Linked DNA regions of Xenopus laevis: region 2 is linked to region 1. Evidence: chromatin contacts called from public Hi-C data. All regions are on one chromosome and are shown on one strand. The core of a region is the stretch at or near the end of the contact, and the rest is flanking DNA. Distances in the headings are between cores, read along the strand shown. Region 1 holds the start of plpp3.S (phospholipid phosphatase 3 S homeolog). Region 2 has its middle 99 kb from the start of plpp3.S.

Region 1 (6,899 bases), core at 1,568-4,067:
GACAACAGTGAATGAAAAAAGAGTCGGGGAGCAACCCAACACACGACTGGGGGTTATTTATAAACACTGGGCACATTTGCACCTGGGCAGTAACCCATGGCAACTAATCAGATGATTGCATTCAGTGTTCACCCTACAGCTGGCTGAAAAATGTTAATCGCTGATTGGTTGCTATGGGATACTGCCCAGGTGCAAATATGCCCACTGTTTATAAATGAGGCCCACTGTGTGAGGCAGTCGATATTAGAACCCCAGGCATATTGTATACAGCAAGGGTCAGATGGTTTAACCCCCATTCTTTTTCTTTCCTCTATTTCTCCCATTGTCTTACAGTATTATTTCATGCTACCTCACCCCCAACATGTAATAATGTATGAAGCCATTTTTACACCTGATTTAAATTTTTGGCTTCCACCTTTTCTTTTACTTTTCAAGTTATTTTTTCCCCTAGTGTGCAGTTCTTATTGTCAAGTACCAACCATGCTACCCTCACTCCCATTCTTCATTTCACTAGTCACCCATTTGCCATTTCTTATCCCCCCACCTGTTTCAAAATATGCCCTTCCACCCCCTTTCCCACTATAATCTCCTCCATACTACCCATCATGCAGGGTTGCCAGGTCTAATTTGCAAACCAGCCCAAAACTAGCCAAGAGTGACTTCAAAAGTATCCCAAAAACTAACACAATATGAGCAGTGAAATAAAAAAAATCTAAAAAGAAATAAATATATGTGAAAATAAGCCTTTTTCAAATTTTCACTGATTTGCAAATTTTTCCATGAAGTAAAATGGGACAGATTCACCCGTCACCAGGTGTGTAACTACAGCAGGGGGCCCAGGAGGTATTGGGGACCCATAAGACCCTAATATATATACAATGTCCATAAATATTGGTAAAACAGGTCAACCTACAGACATTTTGGTGGCCAGTAGATTTTTGCCCCAAAATTGTCTGAAATTGAGAAAAGTCACCAGAAAATGCGAGCATACTTAAGAGTGATGGGAGACTGGGGTACAGAGGCCAAAATCTGGTAACTCCTGACTTCTACACAAATCAGTCTCATTGCATGCGTATTGTAGTCACATTAACCACAGTCCATAATATGAAACAAACACCCATTAACGATCCGATAGACAACCTTTGGAAAGAGAACTCGTTTGTTCTCTCTACTGCACAAATATATCATATAATACGAACGATCGTAAACCTAGATACCGAGGAATCTTCCTTATTTAAATGGACGGTTCTGACGCCACAGCTCCCCATCACGGATATTTTAAAGGCATATACACGCACTACTCAGTTGTTGTCATCGAGTAGGTACCAGGAAATGACACTGCAAATTCTTCACAATGCATACCTCACCCCAGCAAAACGATATAAGATGGGAAATGCCCCCTCGGATACTTGCACTCGATGCACGGCCCCTAAAGCGGATCTTCTCCACATGCTCTGGTCTTGCCCCCTAATACAAAGCTTCTGGCTGGAGATAATCTCTTATTGGTTACAAATGACGAACAAACCAATCCAACCAACACTAGAATGGGCCCTATTTAGCATCACTCAACAATACCCTACTTTAAATAGAGGGGAGAAACATTTAGCAGCTAGGCTGGCGGCAGCGTCTCGGAAAACAATTTTACACCAATGGCTGTCTACGGAAATCCCATCGACTACACTTATGAAACAGAAGCTGCACCATATCTTTCATATGGATTGGCTAGAGGCCATGACGAGAAAAGATTTACATGCGGAGAAATTTTTCTCCACTTGGACTACTTACATCACTAGTCTTCCCTCACCACTTCGATTCTTAACCACTCACACCTTCATAAACACTACATGGTATGACATGGAAATCTTGAAAGGCAACTCTTTGCTACAAGAAACAAACGACTACATCCAAAACTCACTTCGAGAAACTAGACCGCCCACGAGTTCACCCCCCAGGAGTCACCGTACTAATAGACTTTTGACGTCTTACTTAAGGTAAATACATCTAACCTGTTTCTTTAAATCCGGAAATCTGTGTTCAACCTCGGAATATTGATATATACATGCTGCAAATCCACAGCAAGTAATGTTATGCTAGCTTTGTTTTATATTTCTGTTTTCTTTTTATGTTCTATGTTTCTGTTTTCTTTTTCTCTTTGAATGTATCATATCTTATATGGCTTGCATTTTCTTTAACATTGATGACTATTACGTGGACTTATTCGGCCCACTGTTGTATGACACGATTGCAACCAAACTTTCAATAAAAACAATTTCTAAAAAAAAAACAAAAAAAAAACTGACATTGAACTTGGCAGTCGGCAAATTGTTAAACAAAAACTACATTACCCAATATGCATTGGGAGACACAGGCTTGGCACATTAGGGCAACGAAAAACTTTGACTGGTTTCCAAAGTACAAACCCTTACCTTGGCTACTTTGTACTTTCACCGTTTCATTTTGTCCTCCTTTACCTGTCATGCTGCTAGTTATCCTTTTTTCCCCCTCAGCTCCCCCCTTAGGGGCGTGGCCAAAAGCCCTAGCGTCCCGGCTGCCACAGGTTTCTGTCTGCAAGTCGTTTGCGCTCTCTGCGAACACTAGGGGCTCTCGCATTCTGTCCGGCTCAGCTCTTTTTCGCGATTTTTTTTTTTCTGGAAACAAATGTGCAGTTAATTATCATATGTATAAGTCAGTTTCAGGAAGGGGGCTGTACATGGAAATCCCATGTGAGCCAAGAGCAGGCAGTTATTTTAGGGGGTGGAAATAAAAGTGCAGAAAGGCAGCAGGCGAGCAGCACAGGCAGGAGAAGCTGAGCCTGAACTGACTGAGCCTGAACTGACTGAGCCTTTGTGCAACAGGCTGCCAGCGCTTTGTATCACCCCCCCATTCATTGACAACTTGCAACCCGACACACAGGACTGCGGCACACACATCCAATCGTAACGAATCGCAGCGACACTTTCCTGCCACTTGGACTGTGACTTGTGAAAAAGTTGTAAGGCTGAAGGACTTTGCTCCGCGCAGAGGAACTGCTGGTTACAACATCATCTACTAACAGAAGTCACCGAGTTGTGCGCAACCCTGGGCAGCCTGGATCTAAAGAAAATCGTCTCTAGCTGCTCGTCTAGCATGCAGAACTACAAGTATGACAAAGCCATGGGCCCCGACAGCAGGAACGGGGGCACCGCAACACTAAACAACAACAATGGCAGCAGCAACTGCAGGAGGGTCCTGCTCATACTCCTGGATGTCTTCTGTCTCATAGTGGGTAAGTAGCCTCTTCTGCTGCTGCTGCTGCATTTTATAGTCTACTTACTGATTTAGCTGCCATTTAGGGTGCCATTCCCAACCTGTGGCTCCCCAACTAACATCTGACAACTTTCAGCAGATCTGCCTTTACCACTGGAACCTCTACATGCAGTTTTTATATAGGTTCTACTTAAATTTATGGAGCCCTGACACTGGATATTTTGTGAACTAGACTAGTTCTTGGCATTATTAGTGGTTGAACAGCTGGAGAGCCACAGGTTGGGCATCCCATTCTGTGCATTACTCCTCTGGCAATGAACTGGGGTTAACTAGAAACATACTAGAAGTTTAGTATTCTCTAATTTAAACACTCCACCTTTTCCCCCAGTATCCAGATCAAAACATTTCTTGCTGATTGAAGACAGATCTACCCTGATGCCATACTGCAGAATAAGCAAGTAACATTTTAATAAATAGTGCTGGGACTGAAATGATCAAGCCTTTCCACTAGTCAGAGCCTGCTTCCCATTAAAGCTTGGTGAGAAGTTTGACTTGTGCATGAAAGTTGTACAGTTGCCAATATATGAGAGGAGAAAACATACAGTATCCACACCATTGCTCTGATTGATTCCGCAGTCTTATATTCCGACCCCATGATATCAGAGCGGTTTGCATCTCCTAAATTCTGCTTCAGTGTTTTTTTTTGTTATTATGGGACTCTCTCCCAACTGTTTTATATACATGTGAACAGCCATTTATGGGAACAGCCATTTGAGTCACACTTCTCAACTTGAAAGTTATCAGTAAAAAATGAAAAATGGAAAGTACCTAATAAAAACAGTGATGCTCTGGACCAGTTTATCTTGTTGCACTTAAGCCCTTGTGTATATAACTTTAATATGTAAATTGCTGTCTGGCAGATTATTTTTCTTACTATCTAAACATCCTAATTCATTATCAGTGGCCATACACCATAAACACAGAAACTTGGCCAGAGGATACAAGAGCTCAATCTTTGAAATTTCCACACAGTTACACTCCTGCTCAGGCAGTACACATACATTACTAACAAGTGTATGCAGCCTGTAGGTTTAATGCAATCTATAAATAACACAGGAACTATGTGCATGCTGATCGGTTTGTAATGCCTATCACAGTGCTGACATTCATGTTGCCATTCCAACAACCAAATTCTGAGTACTTCCTAAGCCTAGCAACCAGTTGCAGTTGTGTGGTCTGACAAAAGCAGAAAGGTCCTAATGGGCAAACTACAGGCACTCTGGTAACACAGTCATGGGCTGCATCAATTTTATTTAGAGGTGTTGTTTGTCACAAAGTCCCAAGCACCCCCCTCTATCCCGCGTTGAGTTGTTTTGGTCCCTTTCTGCACTTCGCAGTGTGTGCTGCATGAAACTTTATGTGCAGAGCTGCAAGCAAAGTGCAGATTAGGGAACTTTTCTCATAAAACCCTGGAATAGCCAATTAACCTTGTTTGTGGTTTGTGTGCATGGTCTCAGTTATGTTTTTAGTCAATTCAAAACAGCTAGAAAGGTTCTCCTTAAAAAGAACTGTTATGTTTTTTGGTGAGTCTTCAATGAAAAAGATTAACATTGTTGCTAAAAGTTTTTCCAATATTGTTTTCTGTAGCATTTGGTAATATAATTGATATAAAAGACCAAACTTTCATGTAGCTAAGCTCACCACCAAACTGACTGGCAATATTGTATTTACTATCCTAAAAAGTAATCAAGTTCGTTAGACTCTGAACTCCAGCAGTTTTGCTTGGACTACAATACCCAGCATCCTTAACAGCAATGTTGTAGCTCACAGAAGTTTGACTTTCTTAAGTCTTTGTTCTGTTGGTATTATAAAATGACTGTAACTTGATAAGCAGAGAGAAAGACGCCAGATGCATCTTCGCTTCTTTAAATACAAATATACTGTCACTGATATTTACTTTATAATACTTTCATTTATAGGGGTTTAGTCAGTTTACATTTATACTGATGCTACCTTTGCCAGTTGAAAACCTTCGGACCCTTGGCTTGTGTGCCCTCTCTTGCCATTAGCCAGGTCTTTGACCTGTAGAGGGTACTGTTTGTGCAAGGGTGTGTGTGTTAGTGTGTGTTTACACATGTACTTCATTTTTCTGAGTTTAGCTTTTTACGTCATCCAAAGTTTTTTCTTCACTTTTTTTTACTGAAGTTGTCACTGGACTGATTTCAGTTTCAGATATCAAAAGCAGAATGGATTTTGGAGACCATTGCGCAAGGGGCATCTGGTTTGTATTGTTCCATGGAACTCTGAATGGCAGAGCTAGGAATTTCAAACTCAATTAAGTTAGGCTACCTTCTACCAAGCGTGGAGAGATTGCAACTTTTCCCATCAATCGTTATGCATAAATATACTTTAAGGAAGTGTCATACAAGATTAGGTATGTGTTCCAAAGAACCATGAGGGTATTAAACAGCTGGATGAGAAGGAAGATTGCTTAAAAATATATGAAGGGCAAGTAACTGTTTTATTATCACAGTTGCTGTGATTTGACTGGAGGGGTTATGACTTTACCTAAAGGGCAGGTGAGGTCCAGAATAAAGATCCTAGATAACAGTACATCAGTAGATAAAACTTGGCAGGGTAACTGAATGTTTTTAGTTAATCCTTTCTAAAATAGGTATCTGGGCTAATCATCAGTTTTTCTGATTCACCTTTTATTTAAAGAAATAGTAACACCAAAAAAAATGAAAGTGTTTTAAACTAATGAAAATATCATGTAGTGTTGCCCTGCACTGGTTAAACTGATCTGTTTGCTTCAGAAACACAACTATAGTTCATATAAACAAGCTTCTGTGTAGCAATGCCGGAAATTGAAAAAAGGCTATATGGCACAGCTTAAAGGACCAGTAACATAAAAAAAATGTTAAAAAAAATTTGCTTGTATTTAACGGAAAAAAAACACCAAGACACTTTTAACTTTAAATCCACAAATGCTTTATTAAGATATAACTTACCGATTCTCCGCTTGCGCTTCTCTTCAGAAACGGCAACAGGGCGACGATACATTGTGCGGCGCTCGATTTATCCTCCCTGCCTTCTATAGGAGATAGCTAGGGTGGAGAAATTGAGTGCAGCATGATGGATCGCCACCCTGTCACTGTTTCTGAAGAAGAGCGCAAGCGGAGAATCGGTACGTTATTTCTTAATAAAGACTTTGTGAATTGAAAGTTAAATGTGTCTTGGTATTTTTTCTTCATTATGTAGAAACACATTTTTTAAAAAAAATGTTTTATGTTACTGGTCTTTTAAATAGTGGATCACAGATAACATCATTATGTTCTACAGAGCTTTTCTGCTATCTGCTGTGTAACCTGAGCCTTTTCTTCTTTGAAGCAAACACAGTGATTTTACCAGTGCAGGGCAACACTGCATTATATTTGTATTATTTAAAACATCTTCATTTTTTGTTGTTTCTGGTCCTTTAAGGACTGCATAGGGCAAAATAGTATCTCTCTTGTCCAAGAGAATGATCTTATAATAGTATGTCTATTTGGGTTTTTTGTGCCAGTGTATGCTTGACAAATTATTGGTCCTTGATTATAATTATGAAATATAAAATCTGTTTTGAATCTATGCCATTAAGAACAGAAATGGAA
Region 2 (6,899 bases), core at 2,650-5,149, 100 kb after region 1:
CTTGACCAATACACAGATTCTGACACTTCCCAAAACCTTATTTCATTAGTATGTGAAGCATGAAATTCAGTTTACTAAAATCTATACAAGATGAACGGGGAGAGAGAAAGAGTAATCTGGTAAAATTTGAACTAGTGATGAGGATGAGAATGAAAAAACAAACAACAAAATCCCAGTCTCAAAACCTAATTATATTTAACTGAATTGCCATTTCTTCTGTAACTAATACATGCAAGATGGTGGAAGAAATAATAAAAGCAATGCAGTTCACTTTTGTATCAAGCACCCTGCATTCTGGTAATAAAGCATCTAAAGTTTGCACACATCACACCCATAGCAAACAATTGATTGGAAGAGTCATAAGTGTGCTGGTCATGGAAACTGTGGTCCTGAATCACAAGTAAACCAAGCATTATGGACCATGAGACTGTACTTGCAATTTATAGCCATGACAGAGCCCAAGCTAAATGAAATTCAGGGCTTGTTAACTAATGGCTAGTAGACCAGTCCCAAAAACAGAGATTAAAATAAAAAGTATTGAGATATATTGCAAATTACAGGTGTAGGATCTATTATCAAAAAAGTGAAACCCAGGACAGTGCATGCTGGCAAAGGGTGCATGACAGGGGCGGGACAAAGCTGCCTGGCAGGGGATTAGCAATGGTTTTAGTGACGTAGTTGGGGGGGTGGAGTTGTAAAGGGATGTATAGCACTAACTGCTAAGGAGGGCATCCATTTTGGAAGAAGAAAAGGAGTCCCACCATCCCTCCCTTGTATTAACCCTTTGTGCTAGTTGTCACAATTGTGGCCTGGGTTAGTGGGGCACAGGATAAGTTGATGTGGAATGGTGAGTATTGGGCTGACTAACCAAGAGGTGATGAGAGGGAATAGCCCGTTGTCACAGCTGGGCGGCGGGTCCCTGGCAATGGGGAGAGTTAATTAAGTGGCGTTTTTTACCAAGTCCCAAGTTGGTTAATGGAACTTGGTTGGTGGTGTTCCTCTCTAAACCTGGCCATAGATGCAAAGATCCGATTGTACAAATCATCGTACGATCGGACTTTCCCATCTCCCAACCCGCCACTAACCATTCAGATCAAAGTCTTACCAGTCAGATTAGTTAAAGAACAGATCAGCAATGTTCGCCCCTGACCGCAATCGTACGATATCTATGTCCAACCAAAGCTTGACAGTCTCCCACTGAAAATCGTACGATCGGCAATACACGCAGAGATATTATCGGCAGCCGACAGAAATCTTTTAACCTGTCCAAACGACCGATCTCCGCCTGACGAAAAATGTCGGGACTCTCCACACACGGTTCGAAAATCGCACGAATCCTCGATTCGTACGATCAGATCTTTGCGTCTATGGCCAGCTTAAGAGCGGTGGTCTCTGGGAGGGTATGTTGTATTGGTGTTAGCATGCAGTCCTGCGTACCCATCATGCTAGAAGGCACAAGCGGCTGGTGGCTTATACGATTGCATGCACCTAATTGGGTCCATTGCCAGGGGCATTGCAGAGGATTAAAAAGTTTATGGTATATCACTGTTCATATTTGTATGTTTGTAATGTTGTTAATATAACTGTTATTGATATATGTGTTATCTATTGTTGAATAATATTTTGTGCAATAAAGCTGTGGACAAAAAGACTCCAACAAATAAAATGTATGGTGAGTGAGTTGGTTATTCCTAGGCCAGTTTGGGGGAAAAAGGCAGGTAATTGTCCCTGCCCATGTCATGCTTGGAGCCTGGGCTTTTCTGTATAAGGGATTTTGATCACCATACGTTAAACATTAAATAAATCCAATAGGAATGTTTTGTCCCCCAATAAAGATTCATGCAGCTTAGTTACCATCAAGTACAAGCTACTATTTTATTATTACAGAGAGAAAGAAAATAATTTTTAAAAATTAGAATTGTATAATTAGAATAATGGGAGACACCTTACAGTAATTCTGAGCTTTCTGGACAATTGGTTACAGGCTATTTATTATTTATTCAGCTTATATATTGGTGTTTTAATTATATATTTTATTTGTAGATTATTTCTTTTTTTGCATCTGGGACAGGCATATTACAGTTACGGGCCTATTTACTATTACTCAAAGTTTTTTTATCTTTAAGGAAACCACACATGAGTTTCCTAACTCACGAGTTTGAGGTTAAAAAACCTTGGCAATTTCTTTAATTTTACCCGAATGGGCTTTTGTAGCAAAGAAAAATGTCAGCATTTAAAAGCTGCCAATGTTTTCTTTTTTTCTTCATTCCAAAGAAACTGTTAAATCTTCACTGTACTCACTAATTTTATCTTACTTGGTACTTGGTGATTGTTTGGAAATATAGCAAAGCATGCTGGAGTGTAAATATACTTATTTTGATACTTTTTGTGACCCTTTCTATAATACTTCTCTATGTGTGTTTGTACAGATACATCAAATATTTACCAGTTTATCTGTTTTGCAGGAAAGAAACATAGCTGTGATGTTCATGTGAGCTATTTACCAGGAATTCTATTTTAGTTTCAGTTTTTGACTAAAGTAGTGCGTTCCCTTGAGAATAAAAATGAATAGCCTTTTCAGTCAACAAACCTTAAGCTAGGTATTCTCAGTCCGGACATAAATAAACAGTTTGGTGTTAGCTAATATAAACAAGAAACTCAACAGGCTCCTGGCCTCTTCAGCATTTAAAATTATTAGTAATGTTATTTTGAGGTCCAACCTGGCTTTTTGGTTATAAAGTTATGAAATAAAACGTATTATTACATATTGATAAATAACAAGAAAGCCTGGTCATTATAGGGATACTAGGGCTTTTATACAAAGTTGTAAATTTTCTTTCCCTGTGTAACTTTTTTTTTAAATTATTATTTATAAGGTTAAATGTTTTTTCAAACATATTGTGAATATAGTAAAGCATGTTAGTTGTAACAAATTAATACAAAATATCTACATTTGTCTAATATAGAAACAAAGAAACACTGATCAATTTCTCCTCCATCTAATAGGTGGGTTAGTATTGGCATGGGTTGTGAAGGGGCTTTCCACTAATGTGTGTTGAGACTGGGGAGGACTAGGGTGAAAGCCAACTAAGGTAGGAATGGGGGGTGGGGGGAATGACATGGCTCCCAACGCCTTTGGGGATAGGTTCATGTTGGGCCCAGTTTTTCTATCTTTAACTTCATCCAGACCCTCGACCACAAGGTACTCTGACAATTACTTTACAACAATAGTCTAATAAGTCTAATAAATCTAATAAGATGCATAGAAAATCGTAAGAAATCCCAATTTCCGATTAGATCGCTGATGACTTCATAAAGTGTTACAGTGGGTGAGGGAGATAATAACAATCAAACGAAGGAGCGAAAACACAATCATTTTAAAGTATACAAATGTTAAGAATCCAAATGAGACAGAAAATAACCGTGCTATTAAAGCTGGTAGAAAAAATAAAGATTGTGTGATCTAATGAGCACTGAGGTAATGGGTTGTACTAGAAACATCTGCACTCTTGTTATATTACTTGCAGTGCTTCCACCTACAATAAATCTTGATGATTTGTTGTCCTGTGTTACCCTGAAATAAAATAAATAACCCTGTTCCTTGTTAAATAATAAAACTTGTGGAGGAAAGTATTATTATATAATACTGAGTGCATGGAGTTAAAATTAGTGAAATGATTCATGAAAGGGAATGCGTTCATATTTGGGAACCTAATACTACTTTTCAGCCACTGACACTTTCCAACGCCGGGCCAAGCTGACCAGCTCCCTAGGCAACCCGGCCGGCCAAGTTGCTACCATCTAGTCGCACGCTCATGTGTATGCGCATATATGGAGACGAGCTCATGCATGTTTGCTCAGGGCTGCATACTGTATGAATGCTTGGGGGAGAGAAACTGCACAGTAAGGGGGCACTGGCCAGGCTAGGGGTAGGATACGTGTAGGTACGTGCCTGGTGCCCCCCAAGCATTGTGCCCTAGACACTTGCCTCTTCTGCAAACCCCTAATTCGGGCCCTGCCAGCATCTGATGGAATAATTTTGCCTTCCTTTGCTCTTTATAGTTGAAAAAAAAACCTGCCATAAGGAAAACCATGTGCCAATAATTAAAATGCAAATGCTAGTTCAGAAAAGAAATAGGATACGGCAAGTAGCAAACAATGCATAATTATATGATGATACAAAGGAGACTATAAGCTAAACTGAGATTATAAAATGATATAAACAAGTATGTATATGTGGTATGTATAGTGAGAATTGTCATTAATGAAATTTCTTTGCAGTATTGGCAAAGTAATAATTAGAGCACTCTGCTATTCTATTTATTGATCTAATATACATATGAAGAGACACACAAAGATAGGTAACTCCCTGTCTCTTATGCAACAACATGCTCATTGGATACAAGGTTGATTAGTATGCACTATATCTAAAGTATAACTCTTTCTCTTTATTTGTGATGACATTTTAAGTGCATGGTCACATCTTTGAGACTCTCCAAATGGTTCAATGGATCACATATACTATTTAGTTAATTAGTTAGTTATTTAGTTCATCATTTGTTATAGTAGGATTGCCATCTCTCTTATACTATGTGCCCCCTTATTCGCCTCCAAGGACCCCATTCTAATCACGCAGCCCTATCTGTACTAGTTTCTCCATACTGCTAACTCATACCACTTGCCTAGTTTAAACTCTCCTCCAGCCTCTTGGTCATATTTTCCCCCAGCAGATCTGAATCACTTCCATTAGGGTACAATCCATTACAGCTAAAGAGATTGCAAAACTGACATGCAGTTGTCTTTTTTCTGTCTCGACAACTGTTATTAAAGTATATAATGCTGTTTTATATGTCTCCATTTTATCTTTTTATTTTGGAAATTTTTCTCATTTACACATTCTATCAGACTTACTAGACCCTCCAATTTTTATTTGCTTATATCCTCACTTTTCACCTTTTGCTGTAGCTTCTAAGGGGAATATGTATTAAGGTTTTAATGGTAAATTTGAATTAAAACCATTTGAGATTTTTATTTGCCTTCCTGACATTAAAAGGGGTTTTTTTCCGGAGGAAAACTCGATTCAAATTTGATTCAAATTTTCGGTAGTTCGTATTCGATCGAATATTAGACGTTCATAAATAACCTCCCATTTGAGTTGTGAGTACATTCATATTAATTATAGTTAAAAAAAAAAATCACATAATTTAGAAATTCGACTTTTGATAAATCTGCACCTAAGTGTAGGCTGTTATTCGCTCACCAAAGGCAGAATCTTGCATTCCTCCTCATACCATCTTCAATCCATTTTCACAATTACATCTGTACTCCTGTATGACCTGCACTACTGTATGTGCTTTGCCCCAGATTTTTAGTTCAACAGAAGGCACAGTGCAACATACAATGGCACCATGATACACTGATAAAATGAGTGAAATGATTCATGAAAGGAAATGCGTTCATATTTGGGAGCCCAATATTACTTTTCAGCCACTGACACTTTACATTATACGTATGACATAATTATTGCAGGCTCTACAGCAGGGCTATTAATAGGCTATATGAAGCTCAAGTTAAGCCAAGGTGAAAATATTTGTTTAACTTTAAAGAATGTATCTGTTCTTCCAGCACTTACAAACATTATTTCTTGACAAGAAATGTTCTATTTTGATTAGAAATGTTTTCATTCTATATGAATGACATTTGGCTCCTGTTTAGTTTCCTGTAGGAACTGAAACTATTGTATTCTATGCAGCTTTTGTTTTGTAATCATGGTTCCTACAGGTCTAATTCAAAATAGTTGCCTATATGCCTACACAGCAATGTATTTTTATAAACTGTAGTTGTGTTCCTCATACAAAGATACCATGTTGTAGCAGTGCAGGGTATCAGTGCATTATAATGTATAGAATTTCATATAAATCCTTTTATTGTCTGGTGTTGCTGATGCTTTAAATTCCTGGAGAACTTGCAAGGAATACTGTCATGATTTTTATGGTGTAGCTTTTGTTTGTAAATTATACTGTGTACATTACAAATAACCCAGTCTATCATATAAAATTGAACCAATAAGTGTATTATTTTTACCTGTAATATGGGTGTGTAGGCAGCCATCTCAGGTCATTGTGTCTGATCCTTTGCTTTCAAAAATAACCAGCTCTTTCTAATGTAACTTCTTTTAGATAAGCTATTGTTTCTCCTGATGAATGTAACTGTAAGAGTCGTAGTGGGATTTGAATTTTTACTAGTGAGAGGCTGCTGGGGGTGGGGTGGGAGGGGCATTATATAACTTCAACCTAGAGTGAGTAAAGTTTATTAGAGCACAGGTCACATGACTAAGGGCACCTTGGAAACTAACAACACGACTAGCCCCATAATATTAAAAAACCTCTTTTGCTCTTTGTGAAAAAAAAAGCTGCTGTAGTAGCACTATTAACTGATGCGTTTTAAAGAAATATGTTTTCCCATTACAGAATTCCTTTAATAAAAGGAACCTAAGCTTTCACATTTTCAGAAAAGTTTACCGGGGCCCTTCCCAATCTGAATATGTGCTGGAGGCGGTGCTATCAGTTGCAGACAGCATGCAGCTTTGGCACCGAGCAGGCATGAGAGGGCAGCAGCACTAGAAATATACAGCAGGCCCCACGATCAACTGGGTTCCCTCTGCCTTGGTCTCCAATGCAGTCGTGGGGTCTCCTGTATGGTGGTTACACTACTGGTTACTGGTGCCTTTGGGATAACTTTGATGGCTAATTTTGATAGGGTTTCAAACCCTGCAATCGCATAAAAAGTCAACTGACATTCATGGCTTTCTTTACATTTACAAATGAAATACATAATGACAAAAAAGTGATAAACAACATTTGTGTTTATTTTAAGCCTTTTTATTTTTTTAGGATGGA

What was found. A called contact is a pair of places that touch in the nucleus more often than the background predicts.
Region 2: a contact with region 1 is called in a Hi-C map of the XTC cell line, with 3 times the contacts expected there. The contact joins the enhancer-like site here to the promoter of plpp3.S in region 1. A contact is called at or near these places in 2 of 4 Hi-C or Micro-C datasets (the XL177 cell line and the XTC cell line).

Annotation. Positions count from the first base shown.
Region 1 is chr4S:68,068,835-68,075,733 of Xenopus_laevis_v10.1, forward strand. plpp3.S (phospholipid phosphatase 3 S homeolog) reads left to right here and starts at 2,818. Exons shown (of 6, transcript NM_001094026.1): 1 at 2,818-3,265. The coding sequence starts at 3,127.
Region 2 is chr4S:68,167,367-68,174,265 of Xenopus_laevis_v10.1, forward strand. No RefSeq gene overlaps it. Among protein-coding and RNA genes, the nearest start is that of plpp3.S, 99 kb to the left of the region's middle. Within about 2 kb of position 3,900, at least 1 of the 7 cell types and tissues checked has an H3K27ac peak or open chromatin away from gene starts, as enhancers often do.